3 separate regions of the Mus musculus genome follow, and regions 1 and 3 are each linked to region 2. A link is a contact called in public promoter capture Hi-C data. All regions are on one chromosome and are shown on one strand. Each heading gives the region's core, a stretch centred on a gene start, on an enhancer-like site or on the middle of the called end of the contact. The rest is flanking DNA. Distances are from core to core; before and after follow the strand shown. Region 1 overlaps Plcb1 (phospholipase C, beta 1). Region 2 holds the start of Plcb1 (phospholipase C, beta 1). Region 3 holds the start of Tmx4 (thioredoxin-related transmembrane protein 4).

What was found. Promoter capture Hi-C pulls out the DNA fragments that hold promoters and counts their contacts. Capture Hi-C pulls out chosen DNA fragments and counts their contacts.
Region 1: a contact with region 2 is called in a promoter capture Hi-C map of liver. The contact joins the enhancer-like site here to the promoter of Plcb1 in region 2. A contact is called at or near these places in 3 of 39 promoter capture datasets (the 3T3-L1 cell line, 3T3-L1-derived adipocytes and liver), 4 of 484 Hi-C or Micro-C datasets (the N1E-115 cell line and uterus), 7 of 115 datasets of contacts at active chromatin or transcription factors (astrocytes, craniofacial prominence, embryonic limb bud and 4 more) and 3 of 9 other capture datasets (adipose tissue, liver and pancreatic islet).
Region 3: a contact with region 2 is called in a promoter capture Hi-C map of adipose tissue. The contact joins the promoter of Tmx4 here to the promoter of Plcb1 in region 2. A contact is called at or near these places in 2 of 39 promoter capture datasets (hippocampal neurons and macrophages), 5 of 484 Hi-C or Micro-C datasets (cortical neurons, embryonic stem cells and nephron progenitors), 1 of 115 datasets of contacts at active chromatin or transcription factors (forebrain) and 3 of 9 other capture datasets (adipose tissue, liver and pancreatic islet).

What each region holds. Positions count from the first base shown.
Region 1 is chr2:134,954,701-134,959,282 of GRCm38.p6, forward strand. The region is part of intron 2 of Plcb1 (phospholipase C, beta 1); the gene reads left to right. Among named protein-coding and RNA genes, the nearest start is that of Gm39941, 39 kb to the left of the region's middle. Within about 2 kb of position 1,896, at least 2 of the 459 cell types and tissues checked have an H3K27ac peak or open chromatin away from gene starts, as enhancers often do. A contact at or near this core is called in liver, where this site is marked.
Region 2 is chr2:134,783,715-134,788,008 of GRCm38.p6, forward strand. Plcb1 (phospholipase C, beta 1) reads left to right here and starts at 2,450. Exons shown (of 32, transcript NM_001145830.1): 1 at 2,450-2,917. The coding sequence starts at 2,819.
Region 3 is chr2:134,642,705-134,647,497 of GRCm38.p6, forward strand. It overlaps Tmx4 (thioredoxin-related transmembrane protein 4), which reads right to left and starts at 1,417. Exons shown (of 8, transcript NM_029148.1): 1 at 1,138-1,417. The coding sequence starts at 1,301.

The sequences.
Region 1 (4,582 bases), core at 646-3,145, 170 kb after region 2:
AATCAAAAATGTTAACCTTTGAGAACATATGTGTCACGCCCACTGTATAACATGAAATCACATGCCATCTCTTGGAATAAACAAATTGCTCTTACTTAAAAATAGTCCTTGTAAGATGCACATGAGAATTGTATAAATGAAGACTTTTCTCTTGCTCCCAAATGCTGTTTCTATACTGACTTGAGTGAAGTTCGTTTGCCAGGTTTACCTGATGCTCAAGACCCTCCATACTTCCCAGGATTAGGAGTGGGGGCAATTGAGATAAGCAATTCCTTTTACAAGACAAACTTCAAGTAAGTCTTTGAAACTTTTTGCTATAGGAGAATGTAAAGGGGTACATTTAGTGAGAAAGAGTGAGTTCAGTGCATCCTGAGGTCATATTCTTCTCCCAGCAAGGTCTTCCCATTCCCGCAGACTGTGTCTCTTGCTGGAAGTTGGACAGGAGGCTGAGCAATGAGGAATGGCTAGTGCCAAGAAGGTTCCTGAGAGCAACTGTGTTTTCTGAGAAGACAGCTATGGATACTGGAGGGTTCAGGATTGAGAGACGTGGCCAAACTTCCCAGGGATTTGTAGGTCTAAAAGTTATGATGCAGGTTTTCTATTTTCCACATGCTTAAATCTGTCATGTCCTGACAGTCAATGAACATCCATGGTTCTCATATAGCTGAACACATGCTTATACCTGAAAGGTATGTTAATTACTTATGGGTTCACTCATAAAGAAATTTCAAGTACTGTTGCTTTTCTCCATAGGTCTGTATTCTGTCAGCAGTACTGTACCATCCTAATAATTTTGCTAAGTTAGTAGTATACATTCTTTTATTAATACTGTACTGTCTTACAAGAATGAAGTACTACAGTGGTCTGACTCCGGGAGAATTCTAAAGTAGAAAGTGCAGAACCTGTTGAGTAATTCTATGTTTTGTGATGTATGAAAGGAGATGACCATCTGGGACAGGGATAACTAACTTAGAAGTCTCTGATAAAGAGAGCTGGGTTTGCATTGTTTTTACCCAGTTGTCAGAAAAGAATTGAGTCTTTTCTTGTATGCTAGTGGCTCTGCTTGATATAACTTATCTAAATGAATGTGCACATCTCAAATGTATCATTCAGTGAATGTGAACAGTAGCATACAGCTGTGTAACTGTAATGTAGCTCCTCACAGAACATTTTCAGCCTTCCAGAAAATTCTTGTGTGCCTCTGCATTCAGCACCTCTCAGCCCTCCACTTAGAAGACACCTAGAAAGAGTGAAGATCCGTGACCTACCCAGCATCTGGGTGTTCTCGCTTGTCAACCGAGTTGAATCAATGTCTTGGTCATCGTTTTTGTTTGTCACTCAACACAGTGGTCTTAAATTTCATTCTGGTTACTGCCAAGTTGCATTGCTCATTTTTATTGCCATGTAGCACTCCTTATATGATTTTACTACAGTGTGCTTGTCTTTCTTTTGGTGAGGGATGCTTCAGTTGTTTGCAGTTTGGGGTTAGTGTGACTAAAGCTGCCATTATCAATCTTAGCACTGGTCCAATGTGGATGTGTTGTCTTCTTTCTCAAGCAATTACATAGGCATGGGCTTGTTGAATCACAGGGCATGTGCCTGTTAAAGTTACCAGAATCTCCCAGCTTTCTGAAATGTTAGTGTCACTGTATAGATTCATCAGGTGTTCATGAGAGAATAAGAGTGGTTGTAATCACAGTCCTGATCACTTCCACCGTCTCTTATCAAGATGTTGGGAGAGGTCACCAGGATGAGGCTGGCGGGGATGGTGCTAGAAAGGTAATGGGTCCTTCTGCAGACAGCAGGACAGGCATATTTACTGCTTGAACTCCTCCACCAGCAACTTCTGCCAACCTTCCATTAAGAGTTACACCATCACCGCTGGCTGTATTACAAAATTAATTCCTGGACTGGTTTTCAGACCACCTGCACCTTGATCTCTTGCTGAACACCCACACTAGACTCTTGTTGCTTCACAAACTCTCTTCTGCATTTGGTAATTTTCTTGGTTGATCCACATATCCTCGAAGCTTCCTAGTTACAACATATCTCCCTAAATAGGTGTACACTGACAGCTCCCGGCCTCTGTTTGCCTGTACCAAGGCCCTAGGAGTGACTTAATGTCTACAAAGGACTCAGCTCAGGATCTAACACAAAACAGGAGCTCAGCAAAGGCTGAGTATGAGTCTTTCCATCATGGTATTTTCTGACTTTCTTCTTATAAATGAGTAGAACAGACCTCCATCCTGAGTCCAAGTCTCTTAATGTATAATCCTAGTAAAAGACTCTCCTGGGAATTAGTGATTTTTAAAAGGGCTGGGAAGAACTAACTATGTGTAAGCCTTCCCTGTAAGAAGGGAGCATGAGAGGTGCTGTATTGACAGCAGGGATAACAACTTCAACAAGCAGTAAATTTGCTGGCAACATGCTCTAGAATTTTCTGTCCACGGTTCTTTTTTCCTTTTTTTTTCCTTTCCTTTCCTTTCCTTTCCTTTCCTTTCCTTTCCTTTCCTTTCCTTTCCTTTCCTTTCCTTTCCTTTCCTTTCCTTTCCTTCCCCTTTCCCTTTCCCTTCCCCTTCCCCTTCCCCTTCCTCTTTCCCTTCCCCTTCCCTTCCCTTTCCCTTCCCCTTTCCCTTCCCCTTTCCCCTTCCCCTTCCCCTTCCCCTTTCCCTTCCCCTTCCCTTCCCTTTCCCTTCCCCTTTCCCTTCCCCTTTCCCCTTCCCCTTCCCCTTCCCCTTTCCCTTCCCCTTTCCCCTTCCCCTTCCCCTTCCCCTTCCCCTTCCCCTTCCCCTTCCCCTTCCCCTTCCCCTTTCCCTTTCCCTTCCCTTCCCTTTCCTCTTCTTTATCATTTTCTTTGTTTACATCTCAACTGTTATCCCCCTTCCTGATATCCCCTCTACAATCCTCCCACTCCATCCCCTTCCCATTTGCCTCTATGAGGGTGCTCTTCCACCCATTCACCCAATCCCGCCTCACTGCTCTAGTATTCCCTTTAACTGGGGTATCAAGCCTCCACAGGACCAAGGGCCTTCCTTCTTCTTGATGCTAGATAAGGCCATCCTCTATTACATATGTAGCTGGAGTCCTGGAGTCCTCCAGTTTGGTTGGTGGTTTAGTCCCTGGGAGCTGTGGCTAGTCCCATTAGTTGATAATGCTCTTTCTATGGGGTTGCAATCCCCTTCAGCTCCTTCAGTTCTTCTCCTAGCTCTCCCACTGGGGTCCTTGGGTTCAGTCTGAGGGTTGGCTGTGAGCATCTGCATCAGTCTTAGTCAGGTGCTGGCAGAGCTTCTCAGGGGAAGCCATACCAGGCTCCTGTCAGTATTTCTTAGCATCAGCAATAGTGTCGGGCGTTTGATGTCTGCCGACTGGATGAATCCCTAGGTAGAGCAATATCTGGATGGCTTTTCCTTTTGTCTGGCCTCCATTCTTGTGAATAACATATTTATGCTAGTTACAAATTTCTGAAATGCTTTCTCAGCAATTGGCCAAGGAATTCTTATGGGCATTCACTGTAAGACACAGTCTTGGAGAACTATTGCAGACCTTAACATTCCTATATGCTTGAATTGGGACTCTTTGGATTTCCTTTTCTATTCACAATGTTAAATATTAAAGACAATATGCTAAAATGGACCTCTAGTGTGAATTTTCTAGAACTTGAATATGTCATTAGGCTATTTTTAATACATAGACACCACTTTCAAAATAAATTGTTACCACACAGTGAGGGACTAGGCATATTACTTTCCACTTCTGATGTTCCTGAGACTTCACAGATGTCCACGGTGCCTACCCATTTTCAACACAGAAGTTCTCTATGCCGGATGCTGTTCGGTCCTGTTTTGTCCCCCTTTGTCCATGTTCTTCGCCTTGCAGTTTCCAGGCAAGATGCATATGAGCTCTTCATTGTTTGCATCCACCCTGCCACCTACTGCTGTGGGACTGTACTTGGGGATATTATGGCTGCAGGCGGGCTCTCTGTTTTCATCTGATCTGACAGCACGCCCAGCTAGCTTCCAGCTTCTATTCTTTATATATTTATTCATGATGCCCTTATCTCTAGGTGATATAGCTCTCCACCAACTTATAACCATATTCCACTACCCAAACTCTTACTTTGCAGTTTTGATCAGTGGAACATTCTTTAGAGTATGGTCGTCATGCACAGCCTCTACCTGCTCTTACCCCAAGAGATTCTATAATGCCACTCTGCCAAGTGTTGCCAGTATCTAGAGTCTGATCCCACGTTTCCATAGCATTGGGACCCTTACCATCACTGCTGACAGCTGCCCTCTTCCCTGAAACATACTCTGCTTTAGATTCTGAAGCACTAGAGTAGCTGCTTCTTTTGATGAAACTCTTTCTTACCACTTGTTCTTGACCATGTCCCTTTGGATCATGGAATGGAATTCCTTACAGAGGCCTCCCAAGTCCTGGACCATCCTGACCAAAGCAGTTACCCTAGGACCTTGGCCTCACTTTCTGCTTGCCTTTAATTGTATTGTGTTAACACTATCTGGATCTTAGATTTTCATTCTATTAATGCATATTAAGCATATGTTGGATGATAATAGTTTATAAC
Region 2 (4,294 bases), core at 1,200-3,699:
ATTGAGATGGTCTGGAGCCTTGGAAGAAGAGACTTATTACAGTCATTGAAGATAAAGATAAATGTGGATCAGTCTGAGGCCATTGCCTTCTGTGAGGTAGCTAGTGAGTCAAAGCCACTACTTGGAAGTACTATGGCCATCAGATTCATCATGTACTTTGGTATTGCAGGACCAGAATGAAACAAGGCAGTCTTTTAATGTCGCCCCACCTCTCTCTCTCTCTCTCTCTCTCTCTCTCTCTCTCTCTCTCTCTCTCTCTCTCTCTGTGTGTGTGTGTGTGTGTGTGTGTGTGTCAGTATGTGTGTGAAGTTGCTCCAAGATCAAGACAAGGCCTCCAAAGATAACAGGAGTCCAAACTCATTAATTATGATAGTTCCAAGAATATGGCTGGTTTTCTTATCTTATCTATTGATAATCTATCATCTGTCTGTTGATCTATGAATGTATATTTAGGTAACATTTGGGATTTATACCAGAATTCTATACATATCAGGTAAACCACTGGGATTCACCCTTAGATTATTTCTATTTAGTAGTCTTTTGGCTGAGTTTATAAAGTTTGGCCCACAGCGACCTGGTGTACTGGCTGGTTTTATGTGTCAACTTGACACAAGCTAGAGTTATCAGAAAGGAGCCTCCATTGAGGAAATGTCTTCATGAGCTCCAGTTATAAGGGATTATTTTTTTCAATTAGTGATCAATGGGGGAGGTCCCAGCCCATTATGGATGGTGATATCCCTGAGGACTATAAGAAAGCAGGTTGTGCAAGCCATGACGAAGCAAGCCAGTAAGCAGCACTCCTTCATGGCCTCTGCATCAGCAACTCGCTCCAGTTTCTGGCCCTGTCCTGACTTCCTGCAATGATGCATGTAAGCCAAATAAGTCCTGCTCTTCCCAATTTGCTTTTTGGTCATGGTGTTTCATTGCAGCACTAGAACTTGAAAACCAAGTACACAAAGAAAAAAGATTGAAAGCCATCTTTCTCTTCTCTCTCTCTCTCTCTCTCTCTCTCTCTCTCTCTGTGTGTGTGTGTGTGTGTGTGTGTGTGCATGTCCTAGTGTACCAAGGTGTAGGTGTGTAGGTCAGAGGGCAACTTTGAGGAGTCAGTTCTATCCTTCTACCATGTGGAGTTTGAGGATGAAACTCTGGCCATTAGGCTTGCTGGCAAGTGCCTTGACCGTCTAAAACCATTTTACTGGAGTCTCTTCTTCATACTGCTTCTTCTTTTCCAAAACCAACCTTTAGGGCAGTGTTTATTAGAATAAAATTCACTCATTTTATGTGTCTAGTCGTACAAGGTTTGTCAAATGTAAATACGCCGGTACAGAATCTTCCCATCATTCTCAAAGGTTCCCCTTGATGCCAAATTTTGCTCGCTACTGGCCACAGGTACCTGTTCGATCTACTTTCTGTCACCACAGAATACCTGGATTATTTCTACAGACCCTGCAGAGGGCATCTTGTTGCACGCTCTTGTTTGGCTTAAACTTTGTGTGATCATGGATATGTTCTGGAGTCTCTGTCCCTTCTCATCATGGAATAGTTTGGGGAACTTAGAAACTTAACTAAACTTTGTTTTTTTAGTCACCTATTGTTTGACGTTTACAAGTTTCAGTTGCCTTTACCATTGCTGGACAAGTTTCCTTTGGGTATGGTTTCCTTTCTCTTGAGCAAACATCTAGGAGCAGAAGTTTTGGATTGTGTGATACACAAATCTTTAACTTTATTAGTGGTTATTTTCTGAAGTATACTTGCCACTTTATACCCCACCCTCCACCTTTGTGATGGACGGAGATTCTAGATGCTCTACAACCTCTAAAACACTCGACAGTATGAACCTTGTGAGTGAAGATGACATCCCTATACCTATGATTCTATATGACTCCCACCCTGTCCCAGGCCCTGGGCCCCACTCCTTTCATCTTTCTAAGGAATAAAAGCTTTGCTGCCCCCCTCCCCGAGCTTTTTATTTCCTAAACACTGTTTGTGGGCCATCTAGGTTATAGGCTTCAAACTTTCTGGCAGGACAAGTTTTCTCTGGAGTTCTTGAGCTAAACCTCTCAAGTGCTTCTCTATACAAAATAAGAACCCTTTCTTTGAAAAGGCCGGAAAGCACCAGAGAGAAAGAAAGCCTAGGGCTCTCTCCCCGTTCTGCCTCAATGTTCTTCTTTACATACTGGTTAGGATCTGATTAACCACTAACCATATCTTTCCCAGAAAGCCCCCCAAACGCCAGCCTTGGCTAGGGGCACCGGGCATGCTCAGAGGGTGTGCGGCGCAGGCGTCGGCTGCAGTGGGGCCCGGGAGCCGGGAGGTGCCGCTGCGTCCCCGCTTCCCGTTGCTGACCCAGCGCGCAAAGTTGGGCAGGGAGCTGGGGGAGGAGGACCGCGAGCGAGGGTGGCGGAGCAGGGGCGGGAGGAGCGGAGGGAGGAGGGGACCGGAGCGTGTCACTCGCGCGCTCCCTCTGTGCACAGAGGATGTGCTGAATGGTGCGCTTCCAGGCGGCGGCCGAGCAGGATCCAGCGGCGGGCGACTCGCACTGCCCGGCTCTGCTCCTCCGCGTCTCCCGAGGCTCTACAGTCACCGCGGGCTCCAGATCCTGCGTCCCGCCCGGGGCATGGCAGGCTGCTGTACCCTCGCGTGTCGTCCCGCTTACTAAGCGGCGCGGGCCAGAGGTGCGGAGGCCAAGAGGCCGGAGGCCGGCGGGCAGCGAAGCCCAGAGCCTGGTGAATCGAGAGCCAAGCCCGCTCGCGCCCGGAGCTCCGCGTCCCGTCTCCACTGCGCTCGCCCGGGCCGCCCGGAGCCCCGATGAGCCCAGATGGCTGGGGCTCAGCCCGGAGTGCACGCCTTGCAACTCAAGCCCGTGTGCGTGTCCGACAGCCTCAAGAAGGGCACCAAATTCGTCAAGTGGGATGATGTAAGTGAGGGGCGGCGCAGTGGGGTGCGGACCGGGCACCCTAGGGCGGGCTGCGTGGGGGTGGGGCGAGGGGCGCGTTATGCAATGGGGCGCTGGAGCGGGAGCGGGCAGCCTAGGGCGCACAGGTTGCCAGATGCCTGGGTGGGTGGTAGAGGGTGGCAGCTTTCCGCGCGCTCTCCTCCTCCTAGGGGGTTTAGAGTTGACATCTTTGCTGGGTCTGGCCAGCACCTCCTGAGGGACTTAAGTCTTTGGGGCCAGTGGAACCGAAGGGACATGTTTTACCCAGTGACAGGTCCTGAGAGTTTGAAAAGAGCATGAAGTTAGAAGCAGCTGGATAGCGCTGGAGAGTACTAGATGCATCCCCCACCACCTCAGCTAGCTAAGGCATCCTATTACCTCCTTTGCCCTCTTTCAAGAAGTACTAGCTACTATCCAGGTCCCAAACCTTGCAGTTACTGCTAACCCTTGAGCATTTTTTTAAAATGCTGGCCAAGCAGCAGAGGACACAGCAGTACAGCCGACAGGTGGTCGTTGATGCCAAACTTTAGCGCCTGACTGCAGAGTGAGGGGCCTTAGAAAGGGCTGTTGGTGCACACCAGAAACGGATTGGTGAGCAAACTAGTAGCTGTTGGGGCCGAGGAGCGCAGGATGGACTTAGAGACAGGGCCAGGTTTTGAAAAACAAGCTTGCTTAGGTCTTCACTTTGAAATAGACCCACAACTTCACCCTCCGGTTTACTTGCACCCGTTGCTGTATAGGAGAGATCCTGGCCGGCTCCAGGACTTCCTATGACCTCTCCCTTCCCTCCACCCTAGTTACCTTCAGAACACTTGAAGGCTTCTGACAGAAACCTCCAATGGAATGCACATTACCCTATCGATGTGGCTTCCTGGGTGTCATCCAATGGGTTTGATAAGAACCACTCACCCGAATAAACCTGAGCTGTCAGGATCTAAAGAGATTCCAGTCCTAATGATTAACACATCTCCTATCAGGAGCAACTGTAGGAGAATGAACCCGTCTTCTAACTGAAATGATTTCCCACCTCCGTAAATTACAGCCTGTTATCCTTCCGGGTATTTTACTTTAATCTTCTTAAGCCAATTTCCAGTGTCTGAAAACAATTTAAATATTCCAGGTAGTGAATCCAATTACTTAGATGAGTGCATCCGTGTCTATATTTTGTCCAGTTGGAAGCGCAAACTGAACTTGCAGTATGAGCAGAGCCACAGCCTCCTTGAAATCTCTTGCCAATTACCAAATGATGGAGGCAAGGATGTAAACACACCCTCTTTACCAAGGGCTTTGCACTTGTCTCCTTTCTGTCCCAGTCTAATTGGACCGGAGGCTGTTATAAATGGAATAGAATCGAAACAA
Region 3 (4,793 bases), core at 167-2,666, 140 kb before region 2:
GACATTTCTCTCAAATAAGATAGGCCCTCATTTCCATCCAAATAGGTTATTCATATCCATAGCCTTATAGTTTTACTGATCTGATGATTTAACTGGAGTACTGCATTTTGAGGTCTAGATAGCGCCTTAGTTTGAGGGGATAAGTACCCATTATGTTCTTTAATTTACATATTTTTTACCCTGATTTCAGGCATCTACTTACAATCTGAACTGAAGAATTCCAAATGTGCCCTTGGATAAGTTTTTTAAAAAAATACAATTTTGAGAATATCTATATCCTCAACATAAAATTAATTACCAAATGGTAGTGATAAATCTGTATTGCCTGAGACCACCAGCTATGGTAAAGTGGTCTCATAAATTATGTTCCCAGACATTTTTTCATTTTCCCTGGATGCCCATGAGTCTATGAGCCTTTTCAGATGACTGCCCCCTTCCCTGGTATTAATTTTATATTACAATCAACATAAATCCCTTCCCTTTGTCCTGACAGCTTCACATAACCTTCGTGCATGGCACTACGCACCACTTACAGACTTCTGTTCTTCAAAGGGGGCTACTTGTTATTGCCCTTTATGCCTTTGGCGCAGTCCAATTATGATACTGGCTCAAAAGTCCTACCTCTAAAAATTATGGCGTCGGAATTTAATTTCTTTTTTAATTTAGCCACCCGTGTTTATGCTTTTGCCCCACAAGGACATCTCAAGGTCTTCCAAAGGAAAAGTGGTATTTCACACAAACTGGTCTTCCTTCCCTGTTGCAATGGTGTATTTCAACACACCTTACCTAGCTGTATGCATGCCTGAATAGCTGCTCCTTTTCTAATATGGCTATACCTCTGAGGACTTATGGTTTTCTTCCCCCTTTCCGACTCCTCCCCCTGGTGAACTGCCTCCTCCATTTCTAAAACACTTCTGGCCTAATGCAATGGTGAAAGCGGCTAAGGATGCAGGCTTTGCTTCTTCATCCGCAGCCTGACAGCGCAGGGCAGGCAATGTGCGCATGCTCATTGCGAAGGCCGCAGCCCGCCGCCGCAGGTGCTGGCAGGCAGGGACGTCGCGGCCCGGGTCTAGCCCGGGTTAGGACAACGGGCACCGCGAGGACGAAGCGACGTGCGGGGTGGGTGGGGACACTCACAATTTCAGCATCCACTCGCCCTCCATCACCAGCGTCCAGTTGGAGGCGGTCATGGGCTGCACACGGCTCTCCTCGGCCGGCAGCGCGGCCTGCTCGAGACCCTCGGCCGCTGCCGCTGCGAGCCAGGCGGCCAGGAGTACCGGGACGCAGAAGCCGCCTGTCATGGTGGCGCCTGTGAGGTAGCTCAGCTCTCTGAGGGCGGGGAGCAGTGGCTGGGCTTCTCACCCCAAGCAACCGCCTTCACAGAGGTCTGAGGAGAGGCCAACCCGCCTCTGCGCCGTGCTCCGAGCCACGCCTGCCGCGCCTCCCTCAGCCTCTTATCTGCCCGCCCGGCAAGGCCACGCCCAGCCACCCTGACCACGCCCCCAACGCACTGTGGGAAGGCGGTTGCCAAAGCAACCGTCTGCAGTTTCCCAAGGCAACGGCCTGCTCTTCCTGCTGACTGTCTGGCTGAAAATATACAAATGACCCAATGCTGTTTTACCGACTGCTTGCTGTTTCTCTAAAGGGAAACGTGGCCATTGGCTAAATAAACCCATCCCCCATTTCATGTTAACAAAAATATCCAAGAATTGTGGAGTGGACCATGGCGACTGAAGGGAAGGACAATTAAAAAGCTCTCTGCATGCACACACTACTGGAGCAGCCTTGCCCAAACAGATAAAACTAGATTAATTATAAATCTAGATAATGCAGCCTTTTAAAAAATAATTTTTAAAAATATTTTATAGACTTTTAAAACACATGTATTAACAAAATGAATCTGTTCCTATTGCTACTTGCAGTGAAATGGACACCATTTTTCTTCCAGCTACAACTTTGTCAGAGTCATACATGATTTCTGTGGATTTACAGATACACATTAGACGAATCTGTACCCTGGAACTACCACACCTTGGTGTAACACAACTGGAGGGCCCATGAGCTTATTTAGGTGTCTAAATTGTAAAATTCAGTGGTGCAGCTAATATACCTACAAATGTGATTTCTGTTCCTAGCATAAAACACAGCTATGCAATTCAGAGTACTTGAGAGTACTTAACGTCAGCCTCTAGTCCGTAATATAGAAAAGATCAAGTTTGCATGCAGAGGTGTTGTCTTGTTGTCTGGATAAAATGTTATAGTGTGCACATTGAGCCTACAATGCTGGTAGAAAGTATTTTACTGTGCTTATAAAATATTCATAAACAGAAAGTCTATCATTTTCATTGTAGCATTTTTAGCACAGAGACAGAGACAGAAACAGAGAAAGGGGTGAATAAATGGAATGCTTATGCTTAGAATTAACTGGCTTTAGAGCATGGGGGTGGGGCTGAAGGTACAAAGAGCAAGAGTGATGCAAGTTTAGTCAGTGTTGAAGCTAATCGCATCTTTTTCATGTATACATTAGTTGGAAATGAGAAATCAAAGAAGCTCAAGAGGCACAGAAGAAAACATTAGTAATGCATTTCTCATGTCTAGCAGAGATTGTTTCCAGAACAATCCCATCTCCTGCATTTCGGATGAAAGAGGAGGATGCTCAGAGGATTACGCAAGGATTGTAGGAGGGGCTTTCCTTCTAGGAAGCACAGAGTAGGATAGGGGCATAGCTGCCTGCCCCTGCTATGGCATCTGGGTCGCTGTGCTTCCTAGCCACAAGATCTAGGAGGAAAAAAAGACTAGCTCTGTTTCAATACAGCTGATGTTAAAACATGCTCTGAAAGGTAGCTGTGTAGATGATAGAAGTATAATTTGCATGGCACAACTCAGGAGAGCTGGTTTCTATTTGTAGGCAACAGCATACTATAGCATTGATAAGGCTCTATATTTTCAAAGTCAAAATCATTTAGCTGTCACATGGTCTCCTTCGGAATGCAGCTTTGTTTTTGCTCAACATTCCCATAAGCCCCTGTGCTCCAGTAACAAAAAGCTATGTCTATGTCCTGTTGCTGAAGCACATTCTGCTTTGTTTCCTTATCTCTCCATTCTTCTACTGCTCTTCTGCCTCCCACCACAAAGCTCACACTGTTCCTGCAACAGCCCGGGCAGAATGGAGTTGCTAATTTCAAAACCAATAGCTGTCTGTCTCTATCACACCTCTGTCCCATGCGACAATGACACTTCCTTATCACCCCATGGTCTTCTCTCTTCTCCAAAGGCAACTGAGAACTGTCCAAGGTTATGGAGTTACTTTTGTGTCTCCTATAGGGTGGATTCTTTTTTTTTTTTAATGAAAAATAAATTTATTACGTAACACCTTGTTTTTAACAATGTTCAATTTATTTTATTCAGAATTCTTGTGTCATTCATGTAAAATAGTTTGATGCAGTACATTGTATGTTATAGCTTTTTATTTTCCCTATAGGGTAGATTCTTATAGCAGTGCTTGGCAGACAGTTTCTGGCATGACTCTGAAGGTCACTCAATTCCTGATATTCAGAACCATGTGTGTCTTTCTCTCTTCTTGAGTGTGAGTTGGGCTAGTGACTCACTCCTAAGTCCTAAAATGCAACAGAAGTTATGGGTTAGATCTTCCCCAATAAGATAACAAAAGCCCAGGGACTTCTATCCTGCCGACACTCTTTGTTCTCGCCTACTCATTTTGATACCATGTTTAGGGGCAACAGAGGGAGGCCTCAAACCAACATCCCACAAGGAACAGAGGCCTTTGTACAATAGCCTGCTGGGAACTAGATCTCGGGGACAGCAATGTAAATGACCAAAATGGGTATCCTTCCCCAGTTCTTGGGAGAGGGCACAGCCTGATAGGTGATCCAGAGCTTCAAGCTGAAGGTCAGGTGGGTCCTATATGTAAGAAACTGAGATGTTCAATGTAATTTTAAGCTACCAAGATTCAGAATAAATTGTAACACACATCATTTTCTTAAGTTTGCAGGCACTGTTTGACTAGGTTGGTACTGTACCCCCCTGGCAGAAAGGAAGATACTCTAAGAGACTCTGTGTGTCTCTCAATGGGACTATCCAAATATTGAATCAATGTTACCCCTTCCCCCCAGACAAAGGGGGGATTTCCCAAGGAATCTCAAGCTGGAGAAGGGTAGGGCATCAGCAGGAGGACCATATCTTCCTAAGAGATTTCACACAGTTCTTACAATTTGTCAGACTATCTTACAGGATGCAACTGAACCCCAGAAAATTATGGGTCAGTGGTGAGAAAGTCAACACCTTGATGAGGACCACTTAGAAGTGTGTGCCCTTGGCCTTCTATATAAACTTTGATTTCACTTCAGGACAAAGACTTAAGGAGTAGTTCACTGGATCTCGTTGTCCCTCTTCCCAATATGGGAGTGTGTGTGTGTATGTGTGTGTGTGTGTGTGTGTGTGTGTGTATTCGTGTATTCGTGTATTTATGTATTCCTTCTTTCTAACAGTCCAAAGAGGGGTATATGCTTTGGTATATACTTTGTCAGCCCTTTAAAGTCAGGCAAACCAGTATGACAAGTTCCCATTAAAGAGTTGTAATAGGAATGTGAATGTATTGCTCTCTAAGTGAGCCACTCAGACACATGTGTAAGATATCCAGATGTCTGTAGTGGTAAGTTAGTTAAACCACTTTGGCTCCTGGCAGGTCTCACCAGCTAACCTGCCCAAGAGCTCTCTGGATTCGAGAATGAAAGATACACATAACATCAGCTTAATTTTGATATGCCTTGACT